Regions from separate parts of the Sus scrofa genome. Here region 2 is linked to region 1. The links are chromatin contacts, called in public Hi-C maps. All regions are on one chromosome and are shown on one strand. The core of a region is the stretch at or near the end of the contact, and the rest is flanking DNA. Distances in the headings are between cores, read along the strand shown. Region 1 overlaps SMIM14 (small integral membrane protein 14). Region 2 has its middle 22 kb from the start of UBE2K.

What was found. Hi-C and Micro-C count contacts between places; a contact is called where the count stands out from the background.
Region 2: a Hi-C map of liver shows a contact between it and region 1, with 3 times the contacts expected there. The contact joins two enhancer-like sites. A contact is called at or near these places in 5 of 47 Hi-C or Micro-C datasets (liver, retroperitoneal adipose tissue and skeletal muscle).

The regions. Positions count from the first base shown.
Region 1 is chr8:30,771,334-30,777,991 of Sscrofa11.1, reverse strand. SMIM14 (small integral membrane protein 14) reads left to right here. Exons shown (of 5, transcript XM_021101115.1): 4 at 6,006-6,148. Among named protein-coding and RNA genes, the nearest start is that of UGDH, 15 kb to the right of the region's middle. Within about 2 kb of position 2,366, at least 13 of the 83 cell types and tissues checked have an H3K27ac peak or open chromatin away from gene starts, as enhancers often do. A contact at or near this core is called in liver and retroperitoneal adipose tissue, where this site is marked.
Region 2 is chr8:30,862,841-30,868,725 of Sscrofa11.1, reverse strand. No RefSeq gene overlaps it. Among named protein-coding and RNA genes, the nearest start is that of UBE2K, 22 kb to the left of the region's middle. Within about 2 kb of position 4,370, at least 5 of the 83 cell types and tissues checked have an H3K27ac peak or open chromatin away from gene starts, as enhancers often do. A contact at or near this core is called in liver and retroperitoneal adipose tissue, where this site is marked.

The DNA.
Region 1 (6,658 bases), core at 1,117-3,616:
TTATGATCAAATTCTGTATATATAACAGTGTAGAGAAATAGGAGCTAGTGCCTGGCCAAAGTAGGAATTTTGTCAGAATGTAGTCTATTGATACAGCAGGGTAATAATTATATGCCTCTGGACAAGAAAGTAATGGGCAGATGATGTGTTCAGGTTTTGGGCTGATAGTTCCCCTACTGCAGATTCATTTATGTTGCCTTTTCAGTATTGTTCATTAATCTATAGCGTGCCCTCTGATAAGTAGGTAAGTAGCTCAAATTTTTGCCTCAGCAGTAAAAGCTAAAACCTGTTCTTCTAGTTGAAAGTAATCTTGTTGAACGCCTTATGGAAAACAAGTGTTTATTATATTTGTGGTTTTTGTGACCTTTGAGCCAGCCCCACCTGTAAACTAAATATATTCTTATTTCTGTGAGTGAAATTTCACTTCTTTAATCCAAATATAAAGGCAAAACTCTAGAGCTTGAATAGTACTTTAATTCTGTTGGTCAGTTCCCCTCTTCCTGCCTGTTTTTGTTTTTTTTTTTTTGGGTTTGGCTGTCCCAGTTCTTTTAGCATTTGGTGGAAATCCTTTCTGACAGTCATGTCTTTAAATGGTTTAAGCAGTTGTTTCCTCTGAGTGATATGATTACTTTTCTGTGAATTCTAAATTATTACCAATGAGCTTATGCTGTTTTCATAAAATATATTAATCAGGAGTCTACACAACCCCCTACTCTTTTTCAGTAATTTGCAAGGATGGCTCACAGCGCTCAGGAAAACAGTGTAATTACTATTTTCAGTATATTATAAAGGATACAATTCAGAAACAGCCAAATAGAAGAGATGTGTAGAGCAAGGTATGAGGGAAGGGGAACAGCTTAGCCCTGTTTTCCCGGGGTGTGCCACCCTCCCAGCTCTTCATGTGTTTACCTGCCAGGAAGCTCTGTGAACCCCATTATTTAGGATTTTTGTGACAGTTCCATTCCATCGGTTCCAGTCATTGGCCCTTGGTGAATAACTCGATCTCCAGCTCCTCTACTCGCCCTGGAGGTTGAGGAGCAGAACTCAAAGTTCTAACCCTTGGTCAGACTCTGGCAACCAGTCCCCACCCTGAAGCTTTCTAGGGGACCCACTGAGAGTCACCTCATTAGCGTAACTCACTTATGGTTGAATGGGGGTTTATTATGGGTAACAAAAAACTTCACATTCTCCTCACCCATATCACTCAGGAAATTCTAAGTGTTTTAGCAGTATGAAGCCAGGAACCAGAAGAATGAAAACGAAATATGTATTTTTTACTATATCCCAATATCACAGTACCCATTGTGCCTGCCATGGTGTGCTCCATGTATTCGAGATGATTTTATAGACTGTGGAGCACTCTGCTTCATGTGGTAGCAGAATCTAGTATCAATCTGTCAGCAGATCTCATTACTACATCATTCTTTATATTGATCTATAGTCCACTTCATTGGGATATTCACCCCCAGTTTTGTTCTCTAGAGCCGCATAGAACTCTTCTGCAAGACTGTCTTTCAGATTAAGAGCTGTATGGAAACTAGCTTTATTGCTAATTTAATTGTGAAGTAAATCTAAAGATTGGTAGATGTTCTGAGGATATTGTAATTACTGTTAACAACCCTAAAATTACAGGGTTAAAGCCTCCTGGTGCATTGTCCACTTTCACTGCTCTTCCGTTTCTACTTCTCTGGAAACCTATATAAGTTTGTAGAAATTATCCCTCAGGATCTGTCAACCCTTAGAGCTTCCCTCTTTTTCATCTTCCTGGTGTCCAGCCAAGTTAATTAACTTCATTGTGAATATTCCATTTGATACCTTCCATATGCCTCAGGTGCAGCCATAAAAAGACAAATAAATATAAAAGATAAACAGGTAAATAAATAAGTAAATATGCTATACTAGTTTCAGAAGAAAGGAAAGAGTGGGTGGAGCAAATGGAGGTTTTTTTGTTGTTGTTGTTTTTTTTTTTAAACAGAAGAGAGAGGGTCGTAGGATATAGTTAAATAAATGGAGGTTAGTTGTAATTTTTCCCTGCCAGACAGAAGGACTGAGTTGGCAGAGCTGGCACATGCTGTCGGCCAAACTAGCATCGAACTATTGCATCAGATTCATTTAGAAAGCCTTAAAAAATATTGTTGGTTCCTGACGCCACCCTTGAGCTGCTCCTGAATTGGATGATAGGAGGCAGGGCCTTAGATACTGTGGTGCTGATATTGTCACAGGCTATTCTGATGGGCAGACAGGCCCGGGAACCCTTGGCTAAAGAAGCAAGAAGGCATGGGGTTGATTGGAACAGAGGATGCTTTTTCAGAGAAATGCTAAGAGGTAATATTGATGAGTAGAGCTAGATCAGATGAGGAAAGGCCAGGCTGAAGGGTTCAGAGTTGAGCAATAGCCAGTAATGAGTCACACGGTTAGTCAGAGATGTGTTAAGAGCAGTGGTTTTTTGGTTTTTTTTTGGGGGGGTTGTCTTTTTGCTATTTCTTTGGGCCGCTCCCATGGCATATGGAGGTTCCCAGGCTAGGGGTCGAATCGGAGCTGTAGCCACTGGCCTACGCCAGAGCCACAGCAACGCGGGATCCGAGCCGCGTCTGCAACCTACACCACAGCTCACGGCAATGCCGGCTCGTCAACCCACTGAGCAAGGGCAGGGACCGAACCCGCAACCTCATGGTTCCTAGTCGGATTCGTTAACCACTACACCACGACGGGAACTCCAAGAGCAGTGTTTTAAGCAGACTTTTTTGGCAGCAGTATGAAAGAAGGAAAGGCTGCAGTAGGAACCAGGCTAGGAGACAGTTATAGGGAACTAGGAGTCATCACTATGAAAGTCTTAAAACAGAGTGCGCATTTTATCAGGGTTGCTCTGTCTAGAAATATGCATTAGTAAATTTGTTATTTGAAGTTTAACTCTCTGAAGCATCACAATCTTACTTAGGAAGAATATCAAAAAGTAAGGGACCTAAGTTCTCTTGTGGCCTGATGGTTAAGGGTCGGGCGTTGTCACCTCAGTGGCTTGAGTCGCCACTCTGTTGCAAGTTGGATCCCTGGTCCAGGAATTTCCACATGCCGCAGGTGTGGCCAAAAATAAAAGGGGGTTGGGTGGGGGGAGAATGGTCATGGAAAATGAGGACTGGGAGTTCCTGTCGTGGCTCAGTGGTTAACAAATCTGACTAGGAACCATGAGGGTTCTATCCCTGGCCTCTCTCAGTGGGTTAAGGATCTGGTGTTGCTGTGAGCTTTGGTGTAGGTTGCAGACACGGCTTGGATCCTGAGGTTGCTGTGGCTGTGGTGTAGGCCGTTGGCTACAGCTCTGATTAGACCCCTAGCCTGGGAACCTCCATATGTCGTGGGGGCGCCCCCAGAAAAGACCAAAAAAAAAAAAAAAGGAAAAAGAAAAGAAAATGAGGACTAAAATTACCGATTAGGCTTAGCAGCATGGAGATGTCATAGGTGACCTTTTAAAGAGCTCTTTGGATGTTGATGGAGGTGGATGCCAACCTGAACAGTGAGTGGGAGGTAGTGAAGTGTAAGTATAAATGTAGATCACTCTCAGCTTTGATAGCAGCTGGACAGAGAATGAGGTTGAGGGAGGGCTTTTTTTTTTTTTTCCCAAAGATGGTGGAAACTTTATCACATTTAAATGATTCTGTGATACAGTAGAGAGAGGATAATGGATAGATTCCTGTGAGAGCTGTGGGATCCAAAGCTTAAGTGAAGAAACTGGTCTTTATTTATTTATTTATTTTTTTGTCTTTTGTCTTTTTGTCTTTTGTTGTTGTTGTTGTTGCTATTTCTTGGGCCGCTCCCGCAGCATATGGAGGTTCCAAGGCTAGGGGTTGAATCGGAGCTGTAGCCACCGGCCTACGCCAGAGCCACAGCAACACAGGATCCGAGCCGCGTCTGCAACCTACACCACAGCTCAGGGCAACACCGGATCGTTAACCCACTGAGCAAGGGCAGGGACCGAACCCGCAACCTCATGGTTCCTAGTCGGATTCGTTAACCACTGCGCCACGATGGGAACTCCGAAACTGGTCTTTAGTTAAGGGAGGCACATTTAATATAATAGGAGGGAACAAAGAAAGGAAAGGATATGGATATAAAGGTGGGGAGATGCTGATTCATTGTGTGATAAGCAATGCAATTTTGGTGACCCCAGTCCTGTGTATGTTGTTTCCGGGGAAGTGGTTGGATTGGAACCAAGTCTAGGTTCCTAGCCATTCTGCTTTTGGAATAGCTCAGCTCTTTGCTTGACTTTGTCCCCTTTGGTCATTCACCCTTTGGCCTCAACAGTGCCACCTGGGCCCTGGGCCCATGTACCTCAGTGCAGTGCATCCACTTAGTTTCAAAATCTTGTCTGGATTTCTTTTAGTTTTTCCTGAGGCCAGGAGACCAAAACCAAACATTTATACATAGTCTTGACAGGCTGTCTTTACAGTAACCACCAAGAGATACTCTTTTCTTTGGAGATCTAGTCTTCTGTAATCTTCGTTGCTGACAAATTGAGTTCTCTCGTATACTTTAATAAAAAATCTGGGGATCCCCATTCCCTTGCTCATCAGGTTAAGGATCTGGCATTGTCACCACTGTGGTGGGGGAGTTGATCCCAGGCCTTGGAAATTCCACATCGATTTCATTTATTAGAAATTTGTTAAGTTTGGGGAGTTCTTGTCGTGGCGCAGTGGTTAACGAATCCGACTGGGAACCATGAGGTTGTGGGTTCAATCCCTGGCCTTGCTCAGTGGGTTGAGGATCCGGCCTTGCCATGAGCTATGGTGTGGGTTGCAGATGAGGCTTGGATCCTGTGTTGCTGTGGCTGTGGCGTAGGCCAGTGGCTACAGCCTGGGAACCTCCATATTCTGCAAGAGCGGCCCAAGAAATGAAAAAAAGACAGAAAAAGAAAAAAAGAAAAATTTGTTAAGTTTGGAACCATGATCCAAGCACTGTGCTGGGTATTTTTAGTCTGAATTAGATAGGATATGACTGCCTTGAGTTGCTGGAAAGACTGATACCTACACAGACACTTGATTTTTTTCTCTTGGGGAATGCATATGTTTATCTTTTTGTTTTGTTTTTGCATAGACTTTAAAATATCTAGATCTGAATCCAAATTCTTTTTGCAAAAAGAAGGCCAAATAAATATCTGTTTGAGAATGTCATTTAAGGGATCTTTAATTTATATATTAAACAACCTGATGTTCCCTTTTCCTTAAGCTCTGTTATTTTTTTTTTCATGCCACTTCTGCAATTGAAATGCATAATCCCCTCTCCCCTAGAGTGTCTTTACTGTATATCGAGTGGTCTTAGCCTTATTCTGAAGATCTCGTATATCTGTGGATTGGTGGCTTTGTGGGTCCGTGAATCTTCTGCAGTCATATGCAAAATTGTTGTATGTGTATCCGTGGATTATTATAGTGGAAAGAGTCCTTTTTATCAAATTAACAAAGGATTCTAGTACCCAAAAATATTAAGAACTACTGTAGTGTTAAAAATCTTTATTTAGGGAGTTCCTGTTGTGGCTCAGCTACAGGAAACGAATCTGACTAGTGTCCATGAGGATGCACGTTCGAGCCCTAGCCTTACTTAGTGGGCTAAGGATCCGGCGTTGCAGCTCTGGTGTAGCTCACAGATGCAGCTTGGATCTGGTGAGGTTGTGGCTGTGGTGTAGGCTGGTGGCTACAGCTCCCATTGGACCCCTAGCCTGGGAACCTCCATATGCCACGGGTGCAGCCCTAAAAAGCAAAAAAAAAAAAAAAATCTTTATTTAATAGGCTCTGGCTTATGACTGTCTTATACCATTTACCATTTAGATTTTCTCACAGGAGGAAAGGAAAATTGAAGCTGCAATACTAAGTAATTCTTAAAATTATTAATACAATTTTTATATTAATACAGTTTTTGGAATTGACATTTAAACATTAGAAGTTGTTTTTACATTTGTCGAACGATATTATAGTTTTTCTACCGTTTTTGTTGCAAATACTTTTTCTTTTTGTCTTTAGTACCAGGACCCTCCAGTGATAATGGCATCAGTATCACCATGATCTTGATGGCCTGGATGGTTATTGCAGTGATCCTGTTTCTATTGAGACCTCCTAATCTAAGAGGATCCAACCTAACCGGAAAGCCAACCAGTCCTCATAATGTAAGTGTGGTGGATTAGAAATCCATTTGAGTGGGGAGATGGGTGTGGCCTGAGAAAGGGGAGGGGTTTGTTTTGACTGAAGCATGTGAATTAGCAAAAGGAGAATTTAACTCCTGGAGTCAGTTCTTCCTGTATAATCTTACTAGTCAAATTTGCAACCCCCAATGGTCTTTGTGAGTTACATTTAGAGAGAAGTACAGAGCAGTAGCCCTAACATCATTTAAGATGAACTCCAATCTTTACGCACATGAGAAACATAAAAACTGATCCAGTTCATAATAACCCACAGCAGAATTTCTCAAATCTCAGTCCTCCACTATCCAGTTCTATCCCTCTCACAGTTAATTGCTTGCCTTTCATGCTTCCAGCTCCCTCAGTTCTCAGCTACAGTTCAAGTGTTCCTCCCACACACACATCATTTTCTCCCCTTCTGTCCTAGCTATCAAATACAGGGACACTGGCTAAACAGGTTATCCTCTTGTTTTCCCATCCTATTTCTCTCAAATTCAT
Region 2 (5,885 bases), core at 3,121-5,620, 89 kb before region 1:
AATTACTTTTACTTTTCAGATGAATTGAAATGGTGCATGTACAAATTGTTATTGCAAACACTAGAAGGCACTATTTCTCTACTGAGGCAGAAAATGACTATACCACAGATTTTTTTTTTTTTCTCCTATCTTAAATTCCTCCTCTTGCCCAATTCCCATTAAAAAACAAAAAAGTGCAGTATGCGAAACTTCAAATTATACATTTCTATGATGTACTAAGCAGGGTAAAGAAAAGGGAAGAGGAGGACTATTGATATAAGGGACAAAACAAAAATAAAAATAAATCCAGTAAAAAGAAGGCAAACAAAAAAGCCTTCAAAAGGTGATAAAGGAGAAGAAAGATAATGAGAAGAAAATGAGGTCAAAGCAAGTTTCTTTTTTTTTCTTTGTGCTCATAGGATTCCTTTATTATCCTTTTTAAAAAAATTTTATTATACTAGATTTACAATGTTCTGTCAATTTCTGCTGTACAGCAAAGTATATACATATGTACACACACACTTTCTTTTTCTCCTATTCCATCATGTTCCATCACACATGGTTGGATATACTTCCCTGTGCTATGCAGCAGGATCTCATTGCTTATCTGCTCCAAATGCAATAGTTTGCATCTACTTGCCCCAAACTCTCAGTCCATCCCATTCCCTCCCCCTCCGCCTTAGAACAAATCTCTTCTCCAAGTCCATGGATTTGTTTCAAAGCAAGTTTCTTTTATCCAGCGTAATATATGGGAGTTATTTTCCATGTCATAGCTCTTTGTCATGTTATACCCAAAAATGTTAATTTATAATTAATCAATGGATCTCTACTAGGTGTGCAATCTTCTCACCCAAGGAATTACTGTGGAAATGCAATTTTTTTTTAAATTTTTTGATAACCTTAACCCACCGATCGAGGCTAGGGATTGAACCGGCGTTCTAATGTATACCAGTCAGGGTTGTTAACCACTGTGCCACGACAGGAACTCTTCTTCTTCACCTTTTAATTCTTGACAGTTAAAGGAATCCAGGAGACAGCACAGAGCTGTCTGGATGCTCAGGATATGATCTAGGTTTAAAGAGGGATCTTGGGAGTTCTCTTGTGGCGCAACAGTTAAGGATCCAGCATTGTCACTTTAGTGGCTTGGCTCACTTCTGTGGTATGGGTTACATTCCTGGCCTGGGGAATTTCTACATGCCTTGGCCTGGCCAAAAAATAGAAAAATAAAGGAGAATCTTGAAGTTGGCTTCTGCTAGTCTTTCTTTCTTTCTTTTTCTTTTCTTTTCTTTTTTTTTTTTTTAATGGCCACACCTGTGGCATATGGAAGTTCCTGGGCCAGGGATTGAATCTGAGCTGCAGGTGCAACCTACATTGCAGGTGGCGGCACCACCAGATCCTTTAACCCCTCCTGTGCCAGGCCAGGGTAGAATGCACACTTTCACAACAACCCGAGCCACTACAGTCGAATTCTTAACTCACTGCTCCACATGTTTGGGAACTCTTCTATTAGTCTATTTTTGAAATCAATGTAGAAAAAGAAACAGGAATTGTAAATTACAGATTTGTCTGAATCAAATATTTTACAAGTAAAGTTCCCTGGTGGCTCAGTGGGTTAAGGATCCAGCATTGTTGCTGCTGTGGCTCTGGTTACTTCTGTATCGTGGGTTGTACCCCTGACCCAGGAGCTTCCGCATGCCATGGACACGGCCAAAAAAATGAAAACCAAAACAAAACAAAATCCAAAAACCTACCACTGAAAACCAGGGCATAATCAATGTAAAGGAGATAAAGTCCATTGGAATGAATCCAGCAGGCCACTGGAAAGGTGATTCCAGAGGACAAAGTGATACAGCTTTGGGAGTCATTGGCATTGACGTTAATTTGAAGACCCACATTTAGGGTGACAGTGTCGAATGAGAAGAACAAAAAAAAACATCGAGAAGCAATTACATTAAAGGATCAGGAGTTCCCATTGTGGCTCAGTGGAAACCAATCTGACTAGTATCCATGAGGACGGAGGTTTGATCCTTGGCCTTGCTCAGTGGGTTAAGGATCCAGTATTTCCACGAGCTGTGGTGTAGGTCACAGGCGATGTTTGGATCTGACGTTGCTGTGCATGTGGCGCAATCATCGGCTACAGCTCTTCAGCCCCCAGCCTGGAAACCTCCACAGGCCATTGGTGCAGCCCTAAAAAAAAAAAAGACCAAAAAAAAATTTTTTTTAATGCTGAGTGATGGGAACCAGAAAAAAAAAGGTGAGGAGTTGTTAGAGAGGCAGCTATTTGCGGAACTAGGGTGGTAAAAGCTTCTCTGTAGCCATAGGAGAAGCAAAGGAGTTTATTTTTCTTTCTTTTTTTTTCTTTTTATGGCTAAGGGTCAAGTTAGAACTACGGGTAAGGCCTACGCCACAGCCAGGGCAACACCAGATCCGAGCCATATCTATGACCCACGCTGGAGCTTGCAGCAACGCCAGATCCTTAACCCACTGGGTGAGGCCAGGGATTGAAGCCACGTACTCAGAGAAAATGCTGGATCTTTAACCCACTGAGCCACAACGGGAACTCCTCATTTGCTTTTTCTTACCTCTCCAGCTCAGAAGTTCTTCATAGGCACATCCCCTGTCATTTACTTCTTTTTTTCTCTCTCAGTGTCCAACAAAGTCTCTTATATATGGAAAATGCTCAGTAATTATCAGTTGATTTTTTTTTTTTTTTTTTTTGGCTGCACCTTCAGCATAAAGTTCCCAAGTCAGGGACTGAACCTGTACCACAGCAGTAACCAGAGCTATAGCACTAGCAATGCTGGATCCTTAGCCTGCTGAGATACCAGGGAACTCCTTGATCTTAAAGTCAAACATTGGTGTAATATTTTTAAAAAATTTTTAAACCAAGAGTTATTTGTGTGATAGTAAAACCACTGGAAGCGTATTTACTAAAAATATAACAAAATTGGTTAAAATGTTAAATTTGCATTTAAAATAATTCTAGGAGTTCCTGTCATGGCTCAGCAGAAACGAATTTGACTAGCATCCATGAGGATGCAGGTTCGATCCCTGGCCTCACTCAGTGGGTTAAGGATCCGGCATTGCCATGAGCTGTGGTGTAGGTTGCAGACACGGCTAGGATCCTGAGTTGCTGTGGCTGTGGTGTAGGCCAGCAGCTACAGCTCTGATTCAGCCCCTATCCTGGGAATCTCCATATGCTGTGGGGGCGGCCCTAAATATCAAAAAAATAAAAATAAAAAATATAAAAAATAAAAAATTCTGCCTTATATAATGTCAATTTACTCGTTCTTTTGTTACTTTTTCTCTTCTCAGAATAGGAGTTTAAATGTGTATATTTTGCGTATAAGGAAGATAAGAACAAAGAACTACCTCTTTATCAGACAGCTCAGCCTCTATTTTAAATTCTTTTATTTTGCATTATCTAATTGTATCATGCAATGCCTTCTCAAAATTTGTGCAGGCAGAGATTGTTTTGCTTTATTGAAGGGAGTGGACATCTGATAAAATCCCAAGCACACTAGGAAGCATAAGGTAAAGACTTTCTGATTTATTGATTCTTTAAGATTCTAGCATCAGGTTAACACAAGCAGTTTAATGGACTGGATGATGTAACAGTCACTGTTACATCACTGTTACTGTTGATGTTACTGGTTAAATGTAACACTGGGTGACGATGCCAACCATGACAACAATGATGATGATGATGGAGAAACTTACAAAAGTGGAAATTTAATTGGTGCTGTGATTCATGTAAAGTATGCACAACTTACAGGGAAAAAAGAGAATAAATTCTCGATTATGAATTCTTCATTTGAAATAATCACTTTTGGGTGATTAAAATCTAGTAAGCTGCTTTATTTTCAGAAAGTCTTTCTCCATTGTTGCCCATAGCCGCTCTGCACAGGTCATGAAATAATAGCCTATAGGTATGAGAGTTTTAGAAAACAGAGATTAAAAGCCCTGGCTCTGAAGTCAAAAAGTTGGAGTGACATTATATTTCTTAGGTTGGAGTGACATTATATTTCTTAGTTTTCTCATCTATAAGAAGGTGATGTTATCTATTGCATTATTATGAGAATTACGCATACCATGAGAACTGGCCCATCAAAAATGCTCAGCTATTGCTGGCTAGTGACTATTAGGTTTTATTTTAGACTGTCCCTGATGACCTATCTACTCTGCTTAAAAGTAATTGGTGGACAGAGTCATCCATAATTTAATGGCAGTTGCTGCTTATGTGATTTCCAGTATTTGGGTGGAGAACTATTTGTCAAAGCCAAGGACTCTGTGTTCCGTTTCTGTGTCATGTTTATTCAGTCATTAAGTAACCACAGTGTCTGTCTTTGACCTTATATTACTCAGTATCTATGATTTAATTGTTGAAAATGATATCTGGTCCCAAATTATGTTTGTAAGTCATGTCAGTCTTCCAGTGGAGAAAGCAGGCCTCCACCCATATAGATCATTCTGTTCAGAAAACCACATCCTCGATTTTGTCCCTGGTTCAAATACAAATGCCTTGGTTCCTATAATTTTAGGATAAGACTACTTTGTTTTTACATGGAGCTTTCAAACCATTGTCAAACATAATCTCTTTTTCATTCTTATCATCTGGATCTAACTGATCTTATGCTGTCTCAAAACTTTTGCCCTAGCCCTAGTTAGGTTATATTCAAGAACTGAAAATTCTATGGAGGCCTCTGTTTCCAACTTCTTCCCATTTCAACTTATGTTGGATACTATAAAGTATCTCAGCAAACATACCAATTTTTTCATGAATAACTCTCCTTAAACATTCCCAGTCTCATTAAATTAATTAATTAATTAGTCTTTTTTGGAGGGTGCACTTGTGGCATATGGAAGTTTCCAAGACAGGTGGCCTAGGCCCCAGCCACAGCAATGCCAGATTCTAACCATGTCTGTGACCTACGCCACAGTTCATGGCATACTGGATTCTTTAACCCATTGATCGAGGCCAGGGATGGAACCCATGTACTCATGGATATTAGTCGGATTCTTTACCACTGAGCCACAACAGAAACTCCCCAGAGTCTCATTTTAGACATGAACCATTGATACCCTTAGCTTGAACTTAGGAGAGACTCTAGGCTTGTATGTTTTATATTATTTTTTGTGACCTGAGCCACAGCAGTGACAAACACTGGATCCTTAACCTGCTGAGCCACCAGGGAATTCCTAGGATTGTATGTTTTAAATATCATAAACTCATTTGTTGGAATCTGATCATACTCTTGGCCACCTACACTGTGAAGATGAAAGTTTAGTCAAGTATTTAATGTAAAGTAATCTAATTTAATTTAATTTGCTTTTTAGGGCTGCACCTGCAGCATATGGAAGTTCCCAGGCTAGTGGTCACATTGGAGCTACAGAGGCCTACGCCACAGCCACAGCAGCACAGGATCCTTAACCCACTGAACGAGGCCAGGGATAGAACCTGAATCCTCATGGATCCTAGTCAGGTTTATTAACTGCTGAACCACGAAGGGGACTCCCAAGTTTAGTCAAGTATTTTAATTTAAGATAAACTTCTGGAGTTCCTGTTGTGGCGCAGTGAAAACGAATCTGACTAGGAACCGTGAGGTTGTGGGTTCAATCCCTGGCCTCTCTCAGTGGGTTAAGGATCTGGTGTTGCCGTGAGCTGTGGTGTAGGTCGCAGACGAGGCTCAGATCCTGCATTGCTGTGGCTCTGGCATAGGCCAGTGGCTACAGCTCCGATTGGACCCCTAGCCTGGGAACCTCCATATGCCGCAGGTGCAGCCCCAGAAAAGGCAAAAAAAAAAAAAAAAAAAGATAAACTTCTATGTGTTGAAAGTGGTTCTAACTAGAATTGGAACAGCCAGTTTTGACTCTCCTCTTAAGTGGCAGTGGGTCTAGAGTCGAAA